Regions from separate parts of the Sus scrofa genome. Here region 2 is linked to region 1. Evidence: chromatin contacts called from public Hi-C data. All regions are on one chromosome and are shown on one strand. Each heading gives the region's core, a stretch centred on a gene start, on an enhancer-like site or on the middle of the called end of the contact. The rest is flanking DNA. Distances are from core to core; before and after follow the strand shown. Region 1 overlaps ARHGAP18 (rho GTPase-activating protein 18). Region 2 overlaps ARHGAP18 (rho GTPase-activating protein 18).

Region 1 (4,932 bases), core at 1,410-3,909:
TTTAACCCACCTAGCAAGGCCAGGGATTGAACCCACATCCTCACTGATAGTCAGATTCACTTCTGCTGCACCACAAAAGAAACTCTCTCCATCTATTTTATACCGAGCAGTTTGTTCCTCTTAATCCCCTTCACCTATTTCACCCCTCCCTCTATCCCCACTCTCCTCTGGCAACCACTATCTCGTTCTCTGTATTTGTGAGCTTATGTCTGTTTTGTTATATTTGCTTGGTTTTTTTAATTTTATTTACTTATTTTTTGCTTTTTAGGGCCATACCCATGGCATAAGGAGGTTCCCAGGCAAGGGGTCTAATCGGAGCTACAGCTGCTGGCCAACACCACAACCACAGCAACACCAGATCCTAGCCATGTCTGTGACCTACACCACAGCTCATGGCAACGCCAGATCCTTAACCCACCGAGCGAGGCCAATGATTGAACTTACAACCTCGTGGTTTCTGCTGTGCCACCATGGGAACTCCCTTGTTTTGTTTTTTTAGATTCTGCATACAAATAATCACATATAGTATTTGTCTTTCTCTAACTTATTTCACTAAGCATAATACTGCCTCCATTCCATCCATGTTATCGCAAATGGCAAGATTTCTTTCTCTTTTTTTAAATCTAAGTATCTTTTGATAGTTGTGGGCTTCTCTCTTAACCATTCATTTCCTGAATTAATGAGAGGGTTACTAGATTGGCCCTAAAATATGACACAATTATTGTCAGTTCACTGGTTTATTTTCCTATGAAAATGTGTTCCTTGGCCACACAATGAACACATTTTGCAAATACTTTTGCCACACACTTACTAGTGTCAGGCACTATATTAGCTGATGGTAATAAATTAATAAATGAGGAAGAAATAAGGAACTTACAATAAGCTAGTAATCTCAAACTTTTTAGATTCCCCCAGCTTAAAAAAAAAATGCATGTATTTACTTTTCTGTGCTATTTTACTTCTTCTCAGTTAATCCTCATTTCTGTGCCTCCATTTGACAAAATAAGGAAACTCAAAGATTAGTTAGAAAGATTAAGCAATTTATAAGAGACAGAACCAGCAGGGCTCACATTTGAACCCCTGTCTCCTGCCTTTAACTCAATCATATCATCTCTTTACCATGGCACACTGTTCATGGCCATCTGTCAAGAGTAATATTACGGTGCAGTTCGAAGCTCCCGTCTCAAGTGGATTTGTGTTGTGTCGAAGCTCCCGTCTCAAGTGGATTTGTGTTGTGTCAAGTTTGAGCATTGCTGTGTCATTAAAGGAAACACTGAGCACAAATCACCAGCAGCTGAGCACGGTACTAGAGCTACAGTCCTCTGAACACTATTATGCCTTTCAATTAAACAGACAAGATGCCCTCATCCTTATTTTCATTTGACAAGAGAGATACCATGGTCCCATATTTTAATCGCCCAAGTATTCTACACACTCTCTGCAGTGAGCAAGTCTGATTCTTTCAAGGGAAAAGTTAACCCAGTAATATTTCTCAGACTTTGTGTTAGCTTATAATATAGTCATTGGAATCTTGTTATATAGATTCTAGGTTCCCAACAGGATTGTTCCAAAGGTGACTTGCTCTTACACCGAGATAATGCTTGGTCCCAATAACTAAACGCCCCCTGGACCACAGTCAGCTCTGTAGCAAAGCACTGGCCCCACCTGCTTACTTTCCTCCTCTCTCTGAACCCTGTCCTGTTATAAGAGGGATCAGAGGTTGTTTCTTCGGGCATCTCATTTTATTTTTTCGTCTTTTCTATGGCCGCACCCGTGGCATATGGAGGTTCCCAGGCTAGGGGTCTAATCCAGCCTACACCACAGCCACAGCAATATGGGATCCGAGCCACGTCTGCGACCTACACCACAGCTCACGGCAACACCGGATCCTTAACCCACTGAGTGAGGCCTGGGATCGAATCTGCAGTCATCATGGTTCCCAGTTGGATTTGTGAACCATTGAGCCATGACGGGAACTCCTTTTTTAGGGCATTTTAGTTGAATGTGCAGAACTAAGACAAGTAGGTGATGGAGCATTTTAAAAAGTGAAAGCCTTTATTTCTCACAAGGATGGCTTAAGTATTAACTTAGATCTCCCTTGGACCATCTAAAGAAAAGCTGAATTACTGAAGTATGAACGACACCTCAACGTGTGATAATTTCACCAATAACATGTTCCCAAAGACTATGCCTGGCCCTCCAGACTACCTCTCATCCTGTTATGCTTAAGTTATTTCTGATATCTCCCTCCCCTATACACACACCCTCTCTCTCTGTCACGTAACACACACGAGGCCTCTACAGGATTACATGATCCTTGAGGGTAGGATATTCTATCTCTATACTCTCAATATAATGTCTGGACTTAGTCACTCACTAGTGTTTCTTGATTGGATATGCAGAAGTGTCCAGGTCCAAGCCACTGATCCAGCCAAGGACAAAGGAAAAGCCCAAAGAGTCCTGCTTGCCCACAGATGCGGGTGGAGAGGTCAGCACAAACCCCAAGAAAAGCACAATAGAGAAATCAGGTGGATCCTCGCTAGAACAGTTTCTTGGCTGAGAAGATACACGCTGGAAGCCTCTGGTAAGACGAAGCTCCCCTACTGAACTGGTCATTGTTAACGCAACCCTCTACCACTGTGAACGTGGGAAGCACTGTCAACTATGCGCTCTGAAAGAGGAAGGAAAAAGGATCATTTTCATTCTGTTCTTTTACCTCCCCTTTCCTGAATAAACCAGAATCACTATCATGCTAGCACTGACTAATTGGTCAACAGTCTCAGCCTGTCTTTATCTTACGGCGCATCAGAAGGCATGGGAAACATGCCTCAAGAAAAAAAGCACCAAGTCTGTAATTCCCCCACAGCACAGTGTTCAACCACCACTGGCATCGCTAATCAACAACTATAATTAAGCCTAATTATAAATTACAAGCATCTAATTTTAGGAGACCTTTGCTTTATAAATCCTAGACATTAGAGATGTTATTAACTTCGCTACTTCCAATTATTCCAGAGCCAGAAACATCCCTTATGCATTCTTGCTCATGAATCTGTCCTAGAAACAGTCCAACAATCAGGACCCTTTCCTCAGGTCTAGAGGGACCAGAGACAGAAATCCCTTTGGGTTGAGCATCTCTGGGAAGGTAATTGTATGCCACCCACCCAAATCTCTCTTCTACTTACATCTGCAACATCCCCGAGGGTTTCAGATTTTCTATTACTTGCTCCCCTACAGTCCTCGTGTGATTTTTTTTTTTTTTTTTTTTTTGGCTGCTTTTTAGGGCCGCACTTGGAGGCATTGCAGCACATGGAAGTTTCCAGGCTAGGAGTCCAATCGGAGCTGCAGCTGCTGGCCTACACCACAGCCACAGCCACATCCAAGCCAAGTCTGTGACCTACATACACCACAGCTCACGGCAATGCCTGATCCTTACTTAACCCACTGAGCAAAGCTGGGGATTGAACCCACATTCTCATGGATACCAGTTGGGTTCCTTACCACTGAGCCACAACAGGAACTCCCTGGTATGATTTTTCATATGAATAGTTTCCGGAAATGTGGTCAATCTCAGCCCTATCCACTTAACAAAGACGTGAGTCGGGGAGAGCCGAGAATGGGAAAAGAAGTGTCAGAAGTCCACTACAGAATAGGTACAAGTGCCCAGGAGAGTACTTAAGCCCCTTGCTGCCAGCTCTGAACCACCATCACGTACATTTTGGTTGGTGTTTCTTGTTTCTGTTTTTTTTTTTTAGGGTCACACCTGCGGCATATGGAGGTTCCCAGGCTAGGGGATGAACTGGAGCTGCATCTGCCGGCCTACACCACAGCCACAGCAACGTGGGATCCTAAACCACTGAGCAGGACCAGGGATCAAACCCGCATCCTCATGGATACTAGTAGGGTTCGTTAGTGCTAAGCCGTGACAAGAACTCCCATTTTGGTTGGGTTTTGAACATTTCCAACTAGAATTAAGATGCCCAAAGGATCATCTTTGCCAGGTACAGGGCCTGGCATTAAAAAAGGAAGGAGAAACTGCTACAGGCATTCGGGATGTAGCAGTTTCTACAGCCGAATGAAGTCCTACTGAGTTTTCTGACTTGTAAAACCAGGGGCTGCAGGGCACGTGGGGACCTCTGTGCTTCCTCCAGCCCCCATGTGACAAGTCCAGGGTACGTTATGCTATGACCTTCCCTAACTGTGTGATGCATTACACTTCCCAAGTTGTCAGGTTACACACATATGAGGGTCACAGTCACCAACTGATTCACAGTGTCCAAAAACCCCTGACCTCTAGAGATGCTAGAGGCTAACAGAGGTGAGCAGCAAGCTAAATAAGGGGGAAGATGTATGACCCCATCTACTGTTTGAAAGGCCTTTTATAGGAAACTGCAAATCATTAAGGGGAGCCACAGGATAGCAGCTTTAGCAGCAGGTGTCACTAACTCTTTTTTTCTGGAACACAGGTGGTGGTGGTGACCCTGAGCCATTCCTGACAATCACAGGATGCTAGGATGCTAGATATATACCAAGGACAATGGCCAGGACAGAGGTCTTCCTGTTGAGAGAAAAGGGGCACAGCAGGGACTGACTTTGGAAGAGGAAGCTGGGAAGAGGGGCTTCTCTTACTATTTAGACTTGACTTTATCTCAAAGGATATCAGAAGGACGTAATCATGTGACAATGCTGTGACCGTGGCCTCTCTTCCAAAGGCAGTCATCTCAGCATCTGCCATGCCCACTCCCCTGCCCACAGTCCCCCCAAAAAGAAGGAACTAATTCTCAGAGCTATGCTCCCACCATCCATCTCCAGCCAGAGCCAAGGAATTAACCCAGAGATCAGTATTAAAAAGAAGAGTGCCTTCAGGAGAGCTGGTTTCCAGAACTGAGGTGAATGCTAAAGATCTCTGTGACGTTATGCAAGGTACCTTTT
Region 2 (4,932 bases), core at 1,170-3,669, 120 kb before region 1:
CCGAGCCTCGTCTGTGACCTACATCACAGCTCACGGCAACGCCAGATCCTTAACCCACTGAGCGAGGCCAGGGATGGAACCTGTAACCTCATGGTTCCTAGTCGGATTTGTTTCTGCCGCACCACGACAGGAACTCCCGGCTCATTCAATTTCAGTTGCATGTGGTCTAAGGGATTCAAGAGCTGGCTGACAAGAAATCCAAAAAAGAACAGGGACTATGATAGGGAGGAGGGGAAATAAATAGAGACAAAGAGAGAAGAGTTGTTCGTGTTTTTTTTGTTTTGTTTTGTTGTTTTTGCTTTTAAGTGAATGAATGAAAAGGAACTTTTCATCAGAGCAGGCTAGTTTATGCTCAGTTTGATGACACCCACTTTCCATCTCTGCTGCTCTGAGCCTCCTTCCACAAAAGCCACAGGCGCATAACGCTTTATGCTCTTCTTTTGCCTTTTTTTTTTTTTTCCCCTTTTTACCTTTTAGGGCCACATCCATGGCACATGAAAGTTCCCAGGCTAGGGGTCCAATTGGAGCTGCAGCTGCAGACCTACACTGTAGCCACAGCAACGCAGGATCCAGGCAGCATCTGCGACCTACACCACACTTACAGCAACGCTGGATCCTTAACCCACCAATTGAGGCCAGGATCAAACCTGCATCCTCATGGATACTAGCCATGTTCGAAACCCAATGAGCCACAGCGTGAACTTCTTTTGCCTCCTTTCTTGAATCAACTTTGGTCTAAAGGAGTAACAACAATAACTGCACAGGTATTCCATGCTTTCTATGGGCAAACCACTGTTTTCAGCATATTGCAGAGATCATCTCACTTAATCCTGACTGGAGAGAGATGCTGGAAGGACCCCCATCTCAAAGATGAGAAAACAAAATCTAAGAGAAGGCACGTAACTAACCAGAGGTTAGACAGTGAGCAGATGGTAGAGAGGGAATTTAAGTGCATGTCCACCTGGCTTTGTTTCTGAACTCTTAACTATTAAAAGAAGCATGTTTTCACAATGAGCCTAAAATCCCTACTTGAAAAAGGTCAAATAAACTACCACAAAATGGAAAAACAAAAGAAAAAAATCTCTCACAGGATTTCAGGGGGAAAGATTCCTTTCAGTGCTAACAGGTTGACCTTGAATCAAGTTTAGCTGACACAGACACTCCCAAATTTGAAACAAACTGAAGCCTTAATATCTAACAATGAGATTTATGTATCTAATTTCCTGTACAGTGCTCAGCAAGTTAAACTGTAATCCAAGCATGAGGTTATATAGAAAAAAATACCTCCTCAAATGAGGACAAAAGATTAATTGGTAAGGTTTGGAAAAAATATTTAATTTTGTTCCAGAGACCAGAATAATTATTCACAGACTAGTGTATCTCTTTCTTTACAAGCATAAATTACAGAGATTAGGTAATAAACCACTTAAATGTGGTATGCATGATTCAATAAAGTTATTCAAAATACTACTATCAGAATATTAGAATCAGTAAGTGTGTGTGTGGATATGAAACTAATAAAATGTTAGCCTAGCCCCTGCTGAAAGAACTTCATCTTCAGATGTATCTTCTCTTTATCAAGGACAGTCCTTTTGAAAAAGTATCTATCACCAGTCCATTGTTATATATTAGTATCACTGGACCTACTCTCTGAAAACCTAGTCCCAGCACAGTTACTTATTAGTCATGTGTATTTTTTGCCTTTTCTTTCCTTTTTTTTGGCATCCCTGCTCTTTAAAGCCTTCTAATTCACAAAATGGGGAAACTAACCTCCCAACCCTGCTGGGATGAAGCAAGACAATGTATACAATGAACTTCCTAAAACCACAAAAACGCTAAACACGTGCCGATAATATATTAACATAGATTCACCATTGATATCTTCACATCAGTCTTTGTTAAAGACTAAGTCGGGGAGTTCTCATCGTGGCTCAGTTGAAACGAATCTCACTAGCATCCACGAAGACACGGGTTTGATCCCTGGCCTCGCTCAGTGCGTTAAGGATCTGGCATTGCTGTGAGTTGTGGTGCACATTGTAGATGCGGTCCAGATCTGGTGTTGGTGTGGCTGTGGTGTAGGCCGGCGGCTATAGCTCTGATAGGACCCCTGGCCTGGGAACCTCCATGTGCCAAGGGTGCAGCCCTAAAATATATAAATAAACAGACAGACAGTCTAAGCCAAAGGTAGGTATGATCACTGGTCCAGATGCACAATAATCCAAGGTGTTAAAAAAAGAAAAAACTCCTGGTCGAGTAACCTGCCCAAAGACACCTGTTGCTTTAGATTTAAACTGGGACACAGTGTTTCACACGGTCCCTCCAAACCCTTCGTTAGATGTGCTGTAAAAATAGTCTACACAAGACATGCACGTGATCCTGTCCCTCCAAACAGCCACTGAAGGAGTGGCACCAGGACAGGAAAAACGGAGCAAGTCTGCATTCAACTTCCTGAAATTACTTTGTGATGAAGTTTCCCTTCTCCTTTAGAGAACTAAATTTAAATGGCTTATGCTCTTGTACAAATGGTATACTTGCTTCAATGTTTCTATTATTAGAAATCTTGTTTGAAACCTTCATCAGAGCTGGCTGATTAAGCTACTAAAGCTTAAGTAAATTAGGAAAATTACTTGTGCGCATTTTCCAATATTTTACCCCCCAAAAAGTATTTTCCACCTTATTTATATGACTGTGCTCCCAGGAACCTTACATGCTAAAATTAAAATCACTTAATATTTTTAAGAAATATATATTTTTTTTCCTTTTGCCTTTTCTAGGGCTGCTTCCCGCAACATATGGAGGTTCCCAGGCTAGGGGTCGAATCAGAGCCATAGCCACAGGCCTACGCCAGAGCCACAGCAACGTGAGATCCGAGCCTCGTCTGCGACCTACACCACAGCTCACGGCAACACCGGATCCTTAACCCACTGAGCAAGGCCAGGGATTGAACCGGCAACCTCATGGTTCCTAGTCGGATTCGTTAACCACTGCGCCACGACGGGAACTCCAAGAAATATAATTTTAAACAGATTAAAAAAAAAGAAGAAGAATATGCTGGGGACTTGAAAGGCAAATCCAAGAATGAACTGAAGACCAAACTCACCCATCAGTAACCATATTGGGATTAGCAGTCCCTCCCACAACTATCAGAACACATTTGAATGCAGAAAGTAAATGATGTGTCTTTCAAGTTCCACCTTATAATGACCATTCTTTATTTTTTTCTCTTTTTGGCTGATCTAAACTTACTAAATTTATTTCATGTCATTGTGGTGACTTTCACAGCTATTTAGACTTATTTTCAATCACCTTACTGTTCGTAGAATTCATTAACAAACTAGGATTTTACACCTAAAGGTTTTCAGCAGCACAGCAGGATAGCAAAGGGGCCTATGAGGTGCTGGTAACTGGAACCTAGGTCTGATTTTTTTTTTTTTTTTTTTTTTAATGCTTTTTAGGCCTGCACCTGCCGCTGGCCTAGCCACAGCTCACAGCAAATGTCGGATCCTTAACCTACTGAGTGAGACCAGGGATCGAATCTGCATCCTCAAGGACACTGATGAGGTTCATAATCTACTTAGCCACAATGGGAACTCTCAGGTCTGATCATTTAGATAGATGATTAAAACATTATTGCTTTATTAGTTCTATTAGCCTGGGTTATCATGCTGATGGGCACCTTTAGGTGAATAAGGAAAACAAAACAAAACAAAAAAAAACCATTGAATTCCTCTTTCTGGGTCATGGATGTCCTGTGTCAAAGGCAAGGCTAACAGGCAGAGAATGGACCAGAAATCAGTCCCTGGGCCAGATGTCCCTATCTTAGCCACATTCTACACACCCATACACAGTAGCCCTGGTCACACAAGGTTTTTATGCAACCTTTCTGGAGTTGGTCTCTGTCTCCAAAACCAAAGCGAATCAAACTGAATCCGCCTTTTCAGTTACTCATTTGACAATCAGTGAAGCAAAAGATTATTTTCTGGCTTAGTAATGGGAGTAACGCTGGAAGTTCTCCTGTCACGACGCAGTGTTTTCGCTCCAGCCGTTCTCATCAACTGCTTCATCCAGAAAAGTTGAGTATTAACATTCATTGCATGGGCATGGAATTCACTCATTTAGTTTCAGTTCAAGGAGTCTTAATAAGGTACAGAAGAAAAATTTCCTAGATTTACCAACTGGTGGTTTTGTTTTCTTGACAAATGATTTTTTTATTTTTTCATTTTAAATAGAAAGAACTACATGGGGTAAAAGGGTAAGGGTTTCACCTTTACCTGTATGAAAAATAATTTTTTTAAGGCAAGAGTAAAACATAAGGTAAATACCCTAAATTATATTTCTAGGGGTTCTCTTGTGGCCCAGTGGGTTAAGGATCCATCATTACCGCAACAACAGCTTGAGAATGCAGCTTCAATTCCTGGCCTGGGAACTTTCACAGGCTGTGGGCATGGCCAAAAATTACCTTTTTTTTTTTTTTTTTTTTCCTTTTTCGGTCACATCCATGGCCTATGGAAGTTCTCAGGCCAGGGGTCGAATCTGAGCCACAACTGTGACCCACTCCACAGCTTTGGCAGGGCCAGATCTTTAACCCACTGCTATGGGCCAGACATTGAACTCACACTGCCACAGAGACAAGAACAGATCCTTAACCTGCTGTGTCACAGCAGGAACTCCCGAAAATTGTATTTTTAAAGTTTTCTTTTTTCTTTCATAAAAGTTTATAATTAAACCTTTTCCAACTACTCTATAATTTTTGCCATTAAGGAAAAAGTCAATCAATGTGGAATAATCCACTGATTATTATGAAAGTCCTTGGCAACACATACAAGCAGCAGCATTAAACCATGTGAATATTAGACCAAATCACTTTGAAATGAGAATGTAAATCAGAAATTCAGGGTAGGCCCTTTGAGAAATAACTAAAATTTATTTGAG

The links. A called contact is a pair of places that touch in the nucleus more often than the background predicts.
Region 2: a Hi-C map of alveolar macrophages shows a contact between it and region 1, with 1.7 times the contacts expected there. The contact joins two enhancer-like sites. A contact is called at or near these places in 1 of 5 promoter capture datasets (liver), 25 of 47 Hi-C or Micro-C datasets (adipocytes, adipose tissue, alveolar macrophages and 12 more) and 2 of 2 datasets of contacts at active chromatin or transcription factors (alveolar macrophages and skeletal muscle).

The regions. Positions count from the first base shown.
Region 1 is chr1:33,565,253-33,570,184 of Sscrofa11.1, reverse strand. The region is part of intron 1 of ARHGAP18 (rho GTPase-activating protein 18); the gene reads right to left. It overlaps LOC106508849 (a long non-coding RNA gene), which reads left to right. Exons shown (of 3, transcript XR_001305925.2): 3 at 2,403-2,755. Among named protein-coding and RNA genes, the nearest start is that of ARHGAP18, 40 kb to the right of the region's middle. Within about 2 kb of position 2,659, at least 3 of the 83 cell types and tissues checked have an H3K27ac peak or open chromatin away from gene starts, as enhancers often do. A contact at or near this core is called in alveolar macrophages, where this site is marked.
Region 2 is chr1:33,689,363-33,694,294 of Sscrofa11.1, reverse strand. The region is part of intron 10 of ARHGAP18 (rho GTPase-activating protein 18); the gene reads right to left. Among named protein-coding and RNA genes, the nearest start is that of ARHGAP18, 160 kb to the right of the region's middle. Within about 2 kb of position 2,419, at least 7 of the 83 cell types and tissues checked have an H3K27ac peak or open chromatin away from gene starts, as enhancers often do. A contact at or near this core is called in alveolar macrophages, where this site is marked.